Linked DNA regions of Arachis hypogaea: region 2 is linked to region 1. A link is a contact called in public Hi-C data. All regions are on one chromosome and are shown on one strand. Each heading gives the region's core, a stretch centred on a gene start, on an enhancer-like site or on the middle of the called end of the contact. The rest is flanking DNA. Distances are from core to core; before and after follow the strand shown. Region 1 holds the start of LOC112803145 (acid beta-fructofuranosidase-like). Region 2 holds the start of LOC112803173 (monocopper oxidase-like protein SKU5).

Region 1 (6,879 bases), core at 3,318-5,817:
GCTAACCTGTGTGGCTGTTTCAACTTGTAGTGGAACAACTGAACCAGGCTTGGCCTTCAAATCCTTAAACTCACTGCTTCTCAATCTTAAACTATTCACCTCCTCAACAGGCCACTGAATCAAATTGCTCCATGTCTTCCTATCAAGTCTCACTGTCCTCGGAATGCCCTGCACAATTAAAATATAGCGGTATATTTTTTAGTATATTATAGAAGAATCGAAACCAAACAATGCTTAGTTTGGTAAAGCCTTTTAAAAAGCAAACATATCATCTTTTGTTTAATGAATAAAAAAAAACAAAAATACTATATATATATATATATATATATATATATATATATTAAAATTAGCCATAATATATTTGTGTATAAATATATATTGTTTAATTTATTTTCAAAATATATTTTATATTTCACCATATATTCTATACAAATTGTTAAATTTGACCTCTAACATAAATAAAAAAATAGGTTAATAGTTAAATTAGTCCATAAAAGATAAGATATTTTTTAAATTTATCCCTGAAAGATTTTTTTAATTAAATTAGTCCTTTAAAAATTACAAATTAATCATATTTATCTTCTAGTTACTCTATTAATAATTTTTTTAATGATTGATATTGTAAAACGTTACTTAATAACATATATAATATCTAATATGTCTAATTAGATATTGATTAGATATATTTATGAAAATTTATTAATTTAGTCATTTTTTTCAATTACAAAAATCTTATTCCTAATATAACCTAACGACTAAATTGATAAATTTTCAGTAAGCATAGTTAATCAACGTCCAATTGTACATGTTATGTGTCATGTATGCTATCATCAGTTAACATTTCACATCATCAATCGTTAAGAAAATTGTGAGTGAAGTAATTGAAGGACATATATGATTAATTCGTAATCTTTAAAGGACCAATTTGATTGAAAAAATCTTTAAAAGATGAATTTAAAGAATGTCTTATCTTTCATGAACTAATTTAACTATTAACCCATAAAAAAATTATATACTTATACTTGTTTTATATTTATATTTTCTACAAATTTTTTAAATATTAAAAATTATTTCACCAAACACAATTATTATTTATACTTATTAAATATTATTTTGAGTTTAATTTTATCAAACATAAGTTTGAAAGACACTATTGTTAAAATATAAAAGACGAAACTAAAGGCTTCAAAACGCAATACCTGAAGTGATGCCCAGCTCTTGGTTCTATCAACACACTCGCTATCATACTCTGTAATCCAACCCCACAAGATTCTCCTTTGCTTACTTGGATCAAAGAATGTCTTGGAAGCATAGAAATTACCATAGTCATACCTCAGTCCAATACCAACATCATTCTTAACATCATCAGGCAAGAAGCTTGCAAGCTTCTCATCATAAGAACCAATTGCATAGTAATCATTTCTATCATCATCCAAGCTCACCTTCACCACATGCTTAACACCATCCCCATAGGCAGAGGTATCCAATCCAACATCATTGATGCTTGACACTGGATAAAAGTCAACGCACTCCCACATACCGGTTCCCTGCACGGCCCGGAGCCACCCATTCTTGAGCTCGAAATTTTTGAAATCCTCAGTGTCATAGATAAGCGCAATGCCGGTTTTGTTGATCTTGGACCCAATGCTGATACGCCACTTGCCTTCCGACGTCAGCATGGCCGTCGTCGGATCGCGGAAGTCGCGGTAATGAATGCCCGGAGGAGGGGATAGAACCGGGTTTTTGTCGTACTTGGTCCAATTCAGAAGGAGAGGGTCGGAAGGATCAGCCGGATAAGCCAGGTTTTGTACTTGAACCGACTCGTTGGTCGAACCGGTGTAGAGCATGACGAGTTGGCCATCGGATAAGATGGTGGCTGAGCCGGTCCACACACCATTTGCATCGTACCATTGGTCTGGAACCATTGCGATTGGAAGGTAAAGCCAATGTATCATGTCCCTTGACACTGCGTGGCCCCAAACTATGTCACCCCAAACGGCATCGTTTGGATTATACTGGTAGAAGAAGTGATACCATTCCTTGTAGTATACAGGTCCTGAGATATTATAATGATGTTTGAATATTAAAACTTTTTACGAATAAAATGATTTAAAGGGTAAATAAAAAATAAATACAAATTTTATCAATAAGTTAATTATAAGAAAATTACCTAAAAATAAAAAAAATAAATACTAAATGTGATCAATTTAAAAACTTTCTGATTCATCATTCATCCATGAAAACATAACTTGGTCTTAAAAAGAAAAGTGCTACTTATTTTTTGTTTATATTTTTAGCATTTTATATTTTTATAATTTTATAAAATAAAAAATAATTATTTTCTTTTGTTTTTATTTTTTTATAAAAAGAAACAAAAATATTAAAATAAAAATAAAAAATAAAACATAAACAAAACGCAATTTAAATGAGGAAAAAAATATTGACATTAAATTAAAACTTTTAGCAGCACTCTGGTAAACGAGAGGCAAAGAGAATAGAGAACTCATTTTTATCAATAGTCACTAAAATTAATAAATATAATTCAAATTATACATTAAAATGTTAATTCATTTAAGAAAGAAAATAGGAATTGCATTAAGTGTTTGTTTGAGCACCATTAAATTAATAAAAAATATTTTTTTATATTTAGCGTATTTGGTAAATTTTTAATAGTAAAAATAAAAATACTAAAAAAATTAAAAAAATATATCTTTTTTGAGAAGTTACCATTTTTATCCTTTTTAAAAAGATTTTTTCTTTAAAAACAAAAAATGTTTTTTTAGGTAATAAATAAATAAATACATACTTTTATATTATTATACCTAAATATAAAAGATTTTTTGAAAAAAAAATCTTAAAAAAATATCTTTTTTTAGAAGTTCACCTAAATAAACCTTAATTCTATTGACTAATAATATTAGTCTAACGCACATATATAACATTACTAAAAATAAAATTTTGTTAACAAAAACTCAAAATTGTGCAAGTAGGGCTATTTTCATTCAAATTATTTCAATATATTTTTCTTAAAGCGTACTCTTTTTTTTTTTTCTTTACTTATAAATATATATTCTAAACTATAAAATAAGATAAAAATCCTCTTACCATTAGGATCTGAAGGGAGCCAAGCACGTTTTCCACACCATCAGAGCAAATCAGAGAAGCCAGACAAAGATAAGGGACGGAAAATGTTAAGTTGAGATAAGAAAGTCTAGAATAAAAGTGCTTTATAATTTAAATTTAAATGAAAAGAAATAATTTTTATTGTAATACAGTAATAAAATATATTGCACCTGAACATATATTAGAATAGTCGTATATTTGGTAATTATTTTTAGTATTTTTAGAATAATTTTGTATTAATAAGAAATGAAAAGATCGGAGACTTAATGAATAGCTAACAAGTATCTACCTGTTTTACAAAATGTGAGTATACTCAATACTTATTTCATTCCAATACAATTTCCATTCAAATAATTTTTCTTTTAATTTTAATAAATAATTTTTCTTTTAATAAAAATTTCTAAATTCAAATTTTGAAAGAACAAAAACATAATTTTTTATATATAAAGAAACGTGTACCAATCCCTCCTATTCAATATTATAGTTGATTATGTTTGATATTGTCGTCACTTAACATTTGAATTTAGCTTGTGTTTAAACATGAAAGATATATAATTGCACGTAGGTTTGCCTCTGTTCCATCTCCATTGTTCTATCTCCATGGAACGTAGAAGACCAAACAAACAAATAAAAAAAAAATTCATTTTATTTTATTTTTAAATTGATTGAACATTTTCGTTTAAAAAAACAAAAATGTTACGCTAACAGAAAAAATTAACTATCAAATTAAATCATTATATATTTATGTATGAATACATAAATTGTTTAGTTTATTTTTAATATATATTTTATATAAATAATTAATTTAGTGATTGTTATGGGGTATACATATATGAGGGCATTAAAAAAACATATAAATGCTCTTTCTATTGATTAATTAATTAACAAGTATGAAGGAGAAGAAGAAGAAAGAGGAGGCATTACCGTTCATCCAGTTCTTATCGGGCTGGAAGTGGAAGGCAGTCCTCTGCCACGAGAGCATGGTGTTGCTCCAGCCAGGGAATGGCTTTGCTCCCAAATGCCTATTGGTCTTCTCCGATACACCGGCCGACACCCCTCGCGAAAGAATTGGCTGTCCATGCGTTGTTCCTTGAACCGCACAATACAAGGTCTCCCCACTATATGCATTGTGAAATCCTATCAATGCCGCTAACGAAATCAGTACCAAGAACCCGCACACTGCCCCAATCACAACCCTTCTGCTCGGTTGCCGAGACCCTTCTTCATTTCCCCCGTTCAGCAAGGGCACGTTCACAGACCAACCCTTCTCTTCTCCCATCTTCTTTTATTATTTTTCCAAATTTTGTTTTATTTTTTTTTATTTACGAGAATGGAGGAGAAAGTAGAAAACTAGAAGGAAGAGGCCGCAGGTGGTTTTATATGAGAGGAGTTAAATTGAAGCCAAACGTGGGGCTCTGTTTGTTTCGTGTGTGTGTGGAAATTGGAAAGAGTTCTATTAACGGGAATGGTCTGTGGAATGCACCAAACAGAAAAGAGAGGTTTTGTATTATGATGCTAATTTAATTAGCTACATGGAAGGGGTGGGTTAACGTGAGAGAAATGCCAAATCACATCACATGAATAATTGAAATTGGTTGGCCAAGAATCCAGCAATTTCGTTAAGCTTTTGGTATAGTTTCAAGACTGTTATTTGTTTATCAAAGATAATATATTCGAGAGAGATTTTTTTTTTCTTTTATAAAATAAATAAAAATTTTAATTCCCAAACCTAATTAAAATTTAAAAATACATTATTATTTTTCAAGATCCATTTTTTTGTGTGTTTTCATAAAATTCAGCCAATTTACTTGGATCATGCTATAATTTAAATCCTATTGATATATTTTATTTTTTTTAATTATTTTTATTTTATTTAAATAATTTAATATTTAAATAGATATAATTTAAATTTAACAATTTAATTTAATTTGATAAAAATAAACATAACCATAATATTTTCATATTATTAATTATATTTATTTATTTTAAAAATTAATAGTTTAAAATCATCAAATTTGAATTAAAATATAATTATACTTATAGTACGCGTACGTTTATTTAAAATTTAAAATTTTCAAATAAATCTACTTTTATTCATTGTAAAATTATTTAAAATAATACGAGTACGTTTATTTAAATTAACAAAATTTAAAATAATACGTGTATGTTTATTTAATTTAAAAATAATACAAGTATATTTTTTTAATTTAAAATTAATAGTTTCAGATAGTTAACTTTTTGAAAACTGGATAAATATAATTAATCATATGAGTACAATAATAATGAGTATTTTTATTTTTATCAAATTAAATTATTAATTATTTAAATTATATCTATTTAAATTTTAAAATTAAATTTGATAATCTAAAATTTAAATTATTTAAATAAAATTAGACTAATTAAAAAAATAAAAATATACCAATACAATCCAAATTATACCATAACTCGAGTAAATTTGCCAAATGCATAAGCAAATTTTATATAAATAGACAAGTTTGTCTATTTGTTAAACAAATTTTATGACAACACCAAAAAATAGATATTAAAAAATCATATATTTTTAATTTGTTTTGGAAATTAAAATTTTTATATTTTATAAAAAAAATTGGAAAAGAAAAAATGAGAGTGGAATGCAATTATGTCTTAGTTTTAATTGAGTAACTATGGTATCACGTGATCTTTTCACATGCTAATCGTTAATTTAGTTATTAGAGAAAACTAAAAAAATTTGGTATTCTAGCTGGTATTGTTTTGGAAAATACTCTGAATCATAGATACTGATTTTATTTTATCTAAAATTAGATGCATTCTTTTTTTTGGCTTTGTATCTATGAGCTAAGCAAGAAGTTGACAAGTGGACAATAAAAAAAGTGCTATAGTTTTAATTACTATATGTACCTAATGGAATTAATTTTTAGATTATTAGGAAAGAAATGTAAAGTATCTTTAATTACAAGAATATAAACTATTATATGTAGAATATTTTGGTTTTTTACAAAAATAAAAAATTTCATGTTTATACTTTTTAACAATTTTTAAATTTTTTACTATTTTAAACATTCAATTATTATATGACAGACAATAACTGCGACATAAACTAAGAAACGATAATATAACCGCTGCCATTGTAATATTATTATAGTGCAGTCTCTGACAAAATTATTATATGTATGAGAAAGATAGTGATTGTTGTCTACGATATTGTATCGGAACTTCTTGCAATATATATATATATATATATATATATATATAAAGATAGTGATTGTTGTCTGCGATATTGTATCGGAACTTCTTGCAATATATATATATATATATATATATATATATATATATATATATATATATATTTCATCCCTCTTAATAACTTTCACCTTTCATCAATTCTTTATTCTTTTTCTCAAACTCAATTTTTCTAAATAACTAACGAGTGTATGGTAATTCACTACAAAAAATAGGGTTAAAACGGCGATTATTTTTGGAAATTATAGTAGTTAGAACCACCATTATTACCAAAAATGACGCCTCCAAAAAACGCCGTTATTTTGGGTGCCATTTTGGTTATTATGGCGGTTTTGTGAGGGTTAAAATAAAAGTTTTTTGAATTGTTTAAAATGGCGGCTATAACAGCCGTTTTTACCAGGTTATAATGGCATCTTTTGTGTTTAAAATGGCAATTTCTAACCGCCGTTTTTACTGGGTTATAATGGCATCACTTTCGTTTAAAATGAAGTTTTTAACCGCTGTTTTTACCAGCGT
Region 2 (6,763 bases), core at 304-2,803, 310 kb before region 1:
GAAATGATATCAGACCTAACAAAACCACCAATTAGTTAAAATAGATAATAAACAAAAGAACTCAGAGTTCATATTAAATTTCTTCCACTTACCAGGATGAACATCAAACTGCTCAAAATCAATGCCGTCGGGAACAAGTGTATCATTATATCTATACGGACCCTTTCCATTGATGAGAACACCATCAGGCATCCCAAGATCTTTTCCAGCATCAAGGTCCTTCCTCAAATCCTGCATTCCAAGTATTAATTATTGCTTAGCCTGACCAAGATATTTACTTAATCACTTTCTTCTATTTAATTCAATCAACAAAAACTAACCGTGTGATTGCGAGTGTACCAATCGCCAATCATAATGACAATGTCCCCATGTGGGGTGTCAAAAGGAATTGGAATAATGGGTCGGTTGTTTATAATGAATCCACCAAATCCACCAGCTGCTCTCTGCATATTAAGTGAAGGGAAGTAGAAGAAGCTTCCAATCTGATCCTTAACCTGAAACTGGTAAGTCCAGTTCCACTTTGGAGGAATTGGACAGTTTGTGCCAAGAACACCATCTTGCCAAGAACTTCTTCTTTGCTGAACCCCAGACCTGTCTCAACAACCCATAAACAAATATCCATAAATTCATCTCAAAGCTTCTTTAATTAAGAAAACAAATAAAAAAGATCTTAACTTCGGGAAAAAAAAAGGCAGAGAAAAGAAAAAAGAACACCCTTTACCAGTGAAGGAGGAGGTTCTCATCAAGCTTGTTCCGGACATTGACAACAACGTTGTTGTTTGTTGTCACATTGATGGTTGGACCTGGAAACTTGCCGTTTATAGCAATGACCTGAAAATAAATAAAAAAATACAATGCAGATATATATTATATGAAGAAAGTTTTGTTACTAAAACTGAAAACTAAGTAGCACCTTTCTAATCACTCTACCAAACACTAGAATATAACTAAGTGAAAAAACTCAAAACTACTCATCGTGGCATTTCCACAAAAACCACATAGGCATTTCAAATTTTCAAGCTTCACATTGCTATTTGGTGTGACCTATAGTAGATCTGTAAGTAAAAATCTTGAAACTTTAGGGAATTGAAAATAGAAAAGTAGAAAGCAACCTGTTGAGGAACTCCAAGAGGAGAAGCAGTGAGGTAAGTGACCTCAAAGTTGTAGAAAGCAAATGGATCCTCAGCGTTAGTGAAGTTGAGAAGCAGAGAAACGTTGGTTAGGAAGAAGAAGAAGAAGAGCACAAGAGCTTTAAACAAAGCCATTGGCGTGAGATTCAGAGCAAAGTTTTAAGTTTTGTTGAGTAGACCCTTTATTTTCTTTTATCTGAAATTACATTATCAAATATCAATTTCTATCAGAAAAATAGAACTCCGTGGCAGATAGATGCAGAAAAAGAGAGAGAGAGAGAGAGAGAGAGAGAGAGAGAGGGTTTGAATGGGGTGTGAAAGGAGTTTGTAGTGTAGAGTGGAAATGGATGATGGGTGGAATCAAAGGCTTTCAAGGGGTGACAGCAAGTAGCCAGTTCATACCTTGCATATTCTGTCTTCTCTATTTGACCCTTGTTCCTCATAAATATAGCTTTACCCCCCTTTTTTTTAATACCACTTTTTACTCTTTTTGATTGCTTATTTTAGTCAGAATTTAATTTTAAATGGACGTGATATTAGTATATTGTACAAATGTGGTTTAAAAATGTGTAATACTAATATATGAACTTGAGGTATTTTTATGTGAAGAGAAGAAAAAAAAACAACTTTCATTTGTCCTTTCTTACAAAATATTACCTTTTATGTTAAAATTTGAAATTTATTAAAAGCTCCCCACAGTTCCCACTGAGAAAGATTGTTTGCCTCACTAAATAAGGGTTTTTCATCCTACTAAATTCCGTGTTTTCATATGTGCACAAATGACACGGTTAAACTTATTTCATGACGTATATAGTTATATACCATGACTCTTCCTTATTCAAATAAATGAATAAATTATGTCACTCTCCAATTAATAATGCAACTCACCTTTATTATTTATTATTCTCAAATTAACTTCAACTTTTATGAAATTTTTCTCATCACCAAGAAAAATAAAATAATGAGAATCAAATATAATTTAGAAAATTACATTAATTCAAGAGTGGCATTATTATTAATTAAGGTGAATTCTACCGTATCTTTTATAAAGTAATATGTAATTTATTCTATGTAATGTGTCACTTTTTAATTGGTTATTAAGTTAATCATAGTTAGACTATTTTATAATTAAATTAGTTTTTAAAATGGGTAATTATGCAATTTTTTAAAGTATTAAAAATCGAAACATGAATTTTTTTTTCCAAATCATTTCCAGAAGATGTATCATAACCCTCTGAAATGACTTTTGGCCTTTTACTCCTCCCCTATTCCTTCGTTCTCATCGCGCCTCCCAAGCAGCACCGCGTCGTTGATTGTAATCAAATTATAAGTCAACTGAATAACTAAAAAACTGATAAGGAGTTTCAAGAACGCAGAGAAGATAGAAAACCAAAAGCATCTGTAGTCCTTTTTCAGCCTCTGAATCAGATTTTGCTCATGTCCCTCAATTTCAGCCAGAAAATACCTGAAATCACAAAAAAACATACAAACTCATAGTAAAGTCCAGAAATGTGATTTTTGTATATGTATAAAAATACATATGTACATGATGACTAATTTTAATGTATAAATAATATTTTTATTATTTTTTATATTTATTATACAAAAATACCATTTAAAAATAGATATAATTAGATAATTGTATAAAGAAATTTATACCTCCTCCTCCTCCTCCTCCTCTTTTCTTTCTTCTTTGTGTTTCTCCTCTTTTTTCTTTGCGTTTTTTATTTTCGTCGTTGTTTTTTTATTACTATTGTTGTTGCTGTATTTTTTCTCCTTCTTTTTCTATTGATTTTGCAACATTATGTATTTTTTTCTTCTTTGTTTGATTTTTCCTTCTAAGAAGAATCCTGAGAATATGAAATAAGAAGATGAAGAAAAAGAAGCACCAGAAGATGAGGAGGAGGAAGAGAAAGAGTTTTGAATTATTCAGAACTTATCAGCACACATACACCAAAAATTCTTAAACAATACACTCGAATATCTTCGTATTACACCCAAATATTTTCGTGTTACACCCAAATTTGCTACAAATACAGAAAAATATTTCTTCTAATGCTGCATTTTTTTCTTCTTCTGTTTTTTCTTATTTCTTTCTTTCTTTTAGTTGAATGAATATAAGTTCATCATCTTCCAAGTAATTTTGTAGCATTATGTGTTTCTTCTTTTTTGTTTGATTTTTTTTTGTTTTTATTCTTGTTAAAAGAGTAAAATAAGAAGAAACTTGCGAAGATAAAATAAAAAAGAAAAGATGAATAAGAAAAAAGAAGAAGATGATGGTGATGATGATGAAAAAAGAAGAAGCAGCAGAAGATGAAGAGGGGGAAGAGGAAGAGTTTTAAATTATGGAGAACTTATCAGCACACATACACCAAAAATTCTTAAATAATACACTCAAATATCTTCGTGATACACCCAAATATCTTCGTGCTACACCCAGATTTGCTACAAATATAGAAAAATATTTTCTCTAATGTTGTATTTTTTCTTCTTCTTTTTTCCTTATTTCTTTCTTTATTTTAGTTGAGTGAATGTAAGTTCATCATCTTTCAAGTAATTTTGTACCATTATGTATTTCTTCTTCTTTTTTGTTTGATTTTTTTTTGTTTTTATTCTTGTTAAAAGAGTAAAACAAGAAGAAACTTGAGAAGATAGAAGAAGAAGAAGAAGATGATGATGATGATGATGATGATGATGATGATGATGATGATGATGAAAAAGAAGAAGAAGAAGCAGCAGAAGATGAGAAGGAGGGAGAAAAAGAATTTTGAATTATTCAGAACTTATTAGTACACATACACCGAAAATTCTTAAACAATACACTCAAATATTTTTGTGTTACACTAAAATTTGCTGCAAATATAGAAAATTATTTTCTTTAATATAGAACTTTTACATTACATTCATTTTAAACCATCAACGTTGAAACATTATTCACCTACAGAATCATAAACTACTAACGAAAAAATTAACTAAAATTGAACCACACCTCAACCACTTGATTGGATTCAAAATAATAATCAATTTTGTTCTGGTTCAATTGACAATCTGAACTTGAATTATTCATTATCCTCAACAACGAGATAACTGATGATAGAGGAGAATGAGGAAAAGGAAGGAGGAGAATAAGTTCCAATAAAAAAGGAAAATAATAATCAATTTTGTTCTGGTTCAATTGACAATCTAAACTTGAATTATTCATTATCTTCAACAACGAGATAACTAATGATAGAGGAGAAGGAGGAAAAGGAAGGAGGAGAATAAATTCTAATAAAAAAAGGAGGAAGAGGAACAGGAGGAGGAGGTGGTGTTGGTGACGACGATAACGAAGAAGAAGAAGAAGAAGTAAAAGAATGTGCAGTAATGGCACGAAAAAAATGTGCATGCGTGAATATAAATGACTTGTATAGACTTGTATAAAAAAAGGACTTGTATGTAAAGAATAATTGTCCTTTTAAGTGAAATAAAATTATTTGTTTAATATGTAGTTTTACAAATCATTACTGATTCGGGTATCCTAAATATCATAATGGTAAGAATCAGTCCGGTCCAATTTTTGAACCGGTTAAGGATAGAATCGATCAAAACCGATAAGAATCAGTCAAAGTCAGTGAAAGTTGTTCAAAATCGGTGAAAACCGGTTCAATCGAACCGTTCGAGAGAAAATTTCAAAAATGATGAAGATATAGTTTGAACCTCAGTCTTCTTTGTTCCTATATGCTCTCCTTGTTACTAAGCTATGTTGTTCTTTATTATTTTAAATGTTAATTATTAATTATATAGTAAAAACGTACAATAATTTTTTAGATATTATTTTAATTCTATACTCACTTATATTTAAATTAATTATATTTTTTATTATTCATAATTATTAATATAAATATAATTAAATATGTATAAATAAAAAATATCAAATATTTTTATTAATTACAATATAATTAATTTTTTTATGATTATATGATATTTATTAATATTATTTTTCAATAAATACATATAGTATATAACAATATAATAAATATAAACTAATTAATTAGTCATTAAAATAAAAATATTTACTTTAATATAAAAATAAAATTAAAAAATTTTAAATATGAAAAAATACTAAAATTTTATATACTTATTTAATAATAACTAGATTATAACTTATTGATTGTAACTTGTTGATTATAATTTGTTGATTATACCCAATAACTCATCAGTTAAACTATTAAATCAGTAAACCAATACTTTAACCAATTCGGTTACCAGTTCAGTTCTGACAATTAGGATAAATATACTATTAAATTATTAATATTATAAAAATATTTAAATAGTTCATTGATTTGTAGAACTTTTTTTTTATCAAGATCAACATATAAAATCTATATCTATAATAAAGGCAGATTTGGATCATGTTTAGACAAGGTGATCAACTATAAAAAAAAATTATTTTTGTAAAACTACAAAAAATTAATAATTATTATATTTTTGTACTTTTATTTCTCTTTTTATTATAAAATATAACCATAAGATGAGTAGTTGATTGGTGATTAATTTCTCATGTAACATGGTTGAAATTTATTGCTCATATTGTACAACTTTCAAAAATCAAAATCACAAAATAAAACAAAACATTTGTGGTATTTGATATATATATCCACTTTCTGGTTTGAGGGAATAGCCGATTAGCCGTTGCTGGCACTGTATAACTAGCTAGCAGCATTTCAATGCTCCGCTTCTATATAGCAACAAGCCACCAAGCATTACGATTGGTCCTTATTAATTTTATATGATGATATGATTGTATATTAAATTTGAAGGTGCTCAATGTTTGGGCCCTTCTTTCTGTCTCTCTCCACCGATTCGCTGATGGCAACGGCGTAATTTGCGTCATAACGGTCGGATCCCTGGCTAAAAAGTACCACATGCTTGCTAGCCGATAGCGATTTCAAGTGGGCCCCTTTATACACTATATACCATTCTTTTTCTTTTGGTGGAAAAAATTGGTCAATATGTTTAAAATATATAAATATATTTTAAAAAAATATTTTTTATACATTAAAATCAGTTACTTAAATCAATTAATAATATATTTATATATAAATATATGTATAATTTAATTTATTTTTAATAAATATTTATATTTTAATATATATTTTATACTAATAATTAATTTTAATATACATATAATATAACTATTTTAAAAACATACCATCATTTTTAGTTGGTTTGTCAAAAAATGGAAATAGATGGAATATATAGAGTAGGATTTAAATTCTACTTTAATTTATAATATTTCTGTGAGTATAATTTTTTACTTCGAATCTTATTCACATTTGAAACATCTTAATTCAATTTGTAAAAACAAATTTTATTTTAATTAAATATAATATTTAATTATTTTATATTTTCTAATATTAAATATTATTTATGTATTAATTATAAAAAATTTAATTTTGATATATTATCAATATAAAATAATTATATACGTACAATTCAATTAGGTAATTTCACATTAATAAAAATAATTATTTTTTATATTAATTGTGTGAATAATTATTTAAAAGAACGAATGTAGTTACACAATTTTATAAAACACTTTATACTATTAATGTATCAAAATTAAACTCATTAACAAATTAAATTATTAGCTT

The links. A called contact is a pair of places that touch in the nucleus more often than the background predicts.
Region 2: a contact with region 1 is called in a Hi-C map of leaf, with 2.7 times the contacts expected there. The contact joins the promoter of LOC112803173 here to the promoter of LOC112803145 in region 1. A contact is called at or near these places in 3 of 8 Hi-C or Micro-C datasets (leaf and an unstated tissue).

Annotation. Positions count from the first base shown.
Region 1 is chr1:43,701,523-43,708,401 of arahy.Tifrunner.gnm2.J5K5, reverse strand. LOC112803145 (acid beta-fructofuranosidase-like) reads right to left here and starts at 4,567. Exons shown (of 6, transcript XM_025846649.3): 1 at 4,048-4,567; 2 at 3,106-3,114; 3 at 1,200-2,056; 4 at 7-168. The coding sequence starts at 4,402.
Region 2 is chr1:44,011,966-44,018,728 of arahy.Tifrunner.gnm2.J5K5, reverse strand. It overlaps LOC112803173 (monocopper oxidase-like protein SKU5), which reads right to left and starts at 1,553. Exons shown (of 9, transcript XM_025846689.3): 1 at 1,113-1,553; 2 at 722-831; 3 at 321-591; 4 at 93-231. The coding sequence starts at 1,265.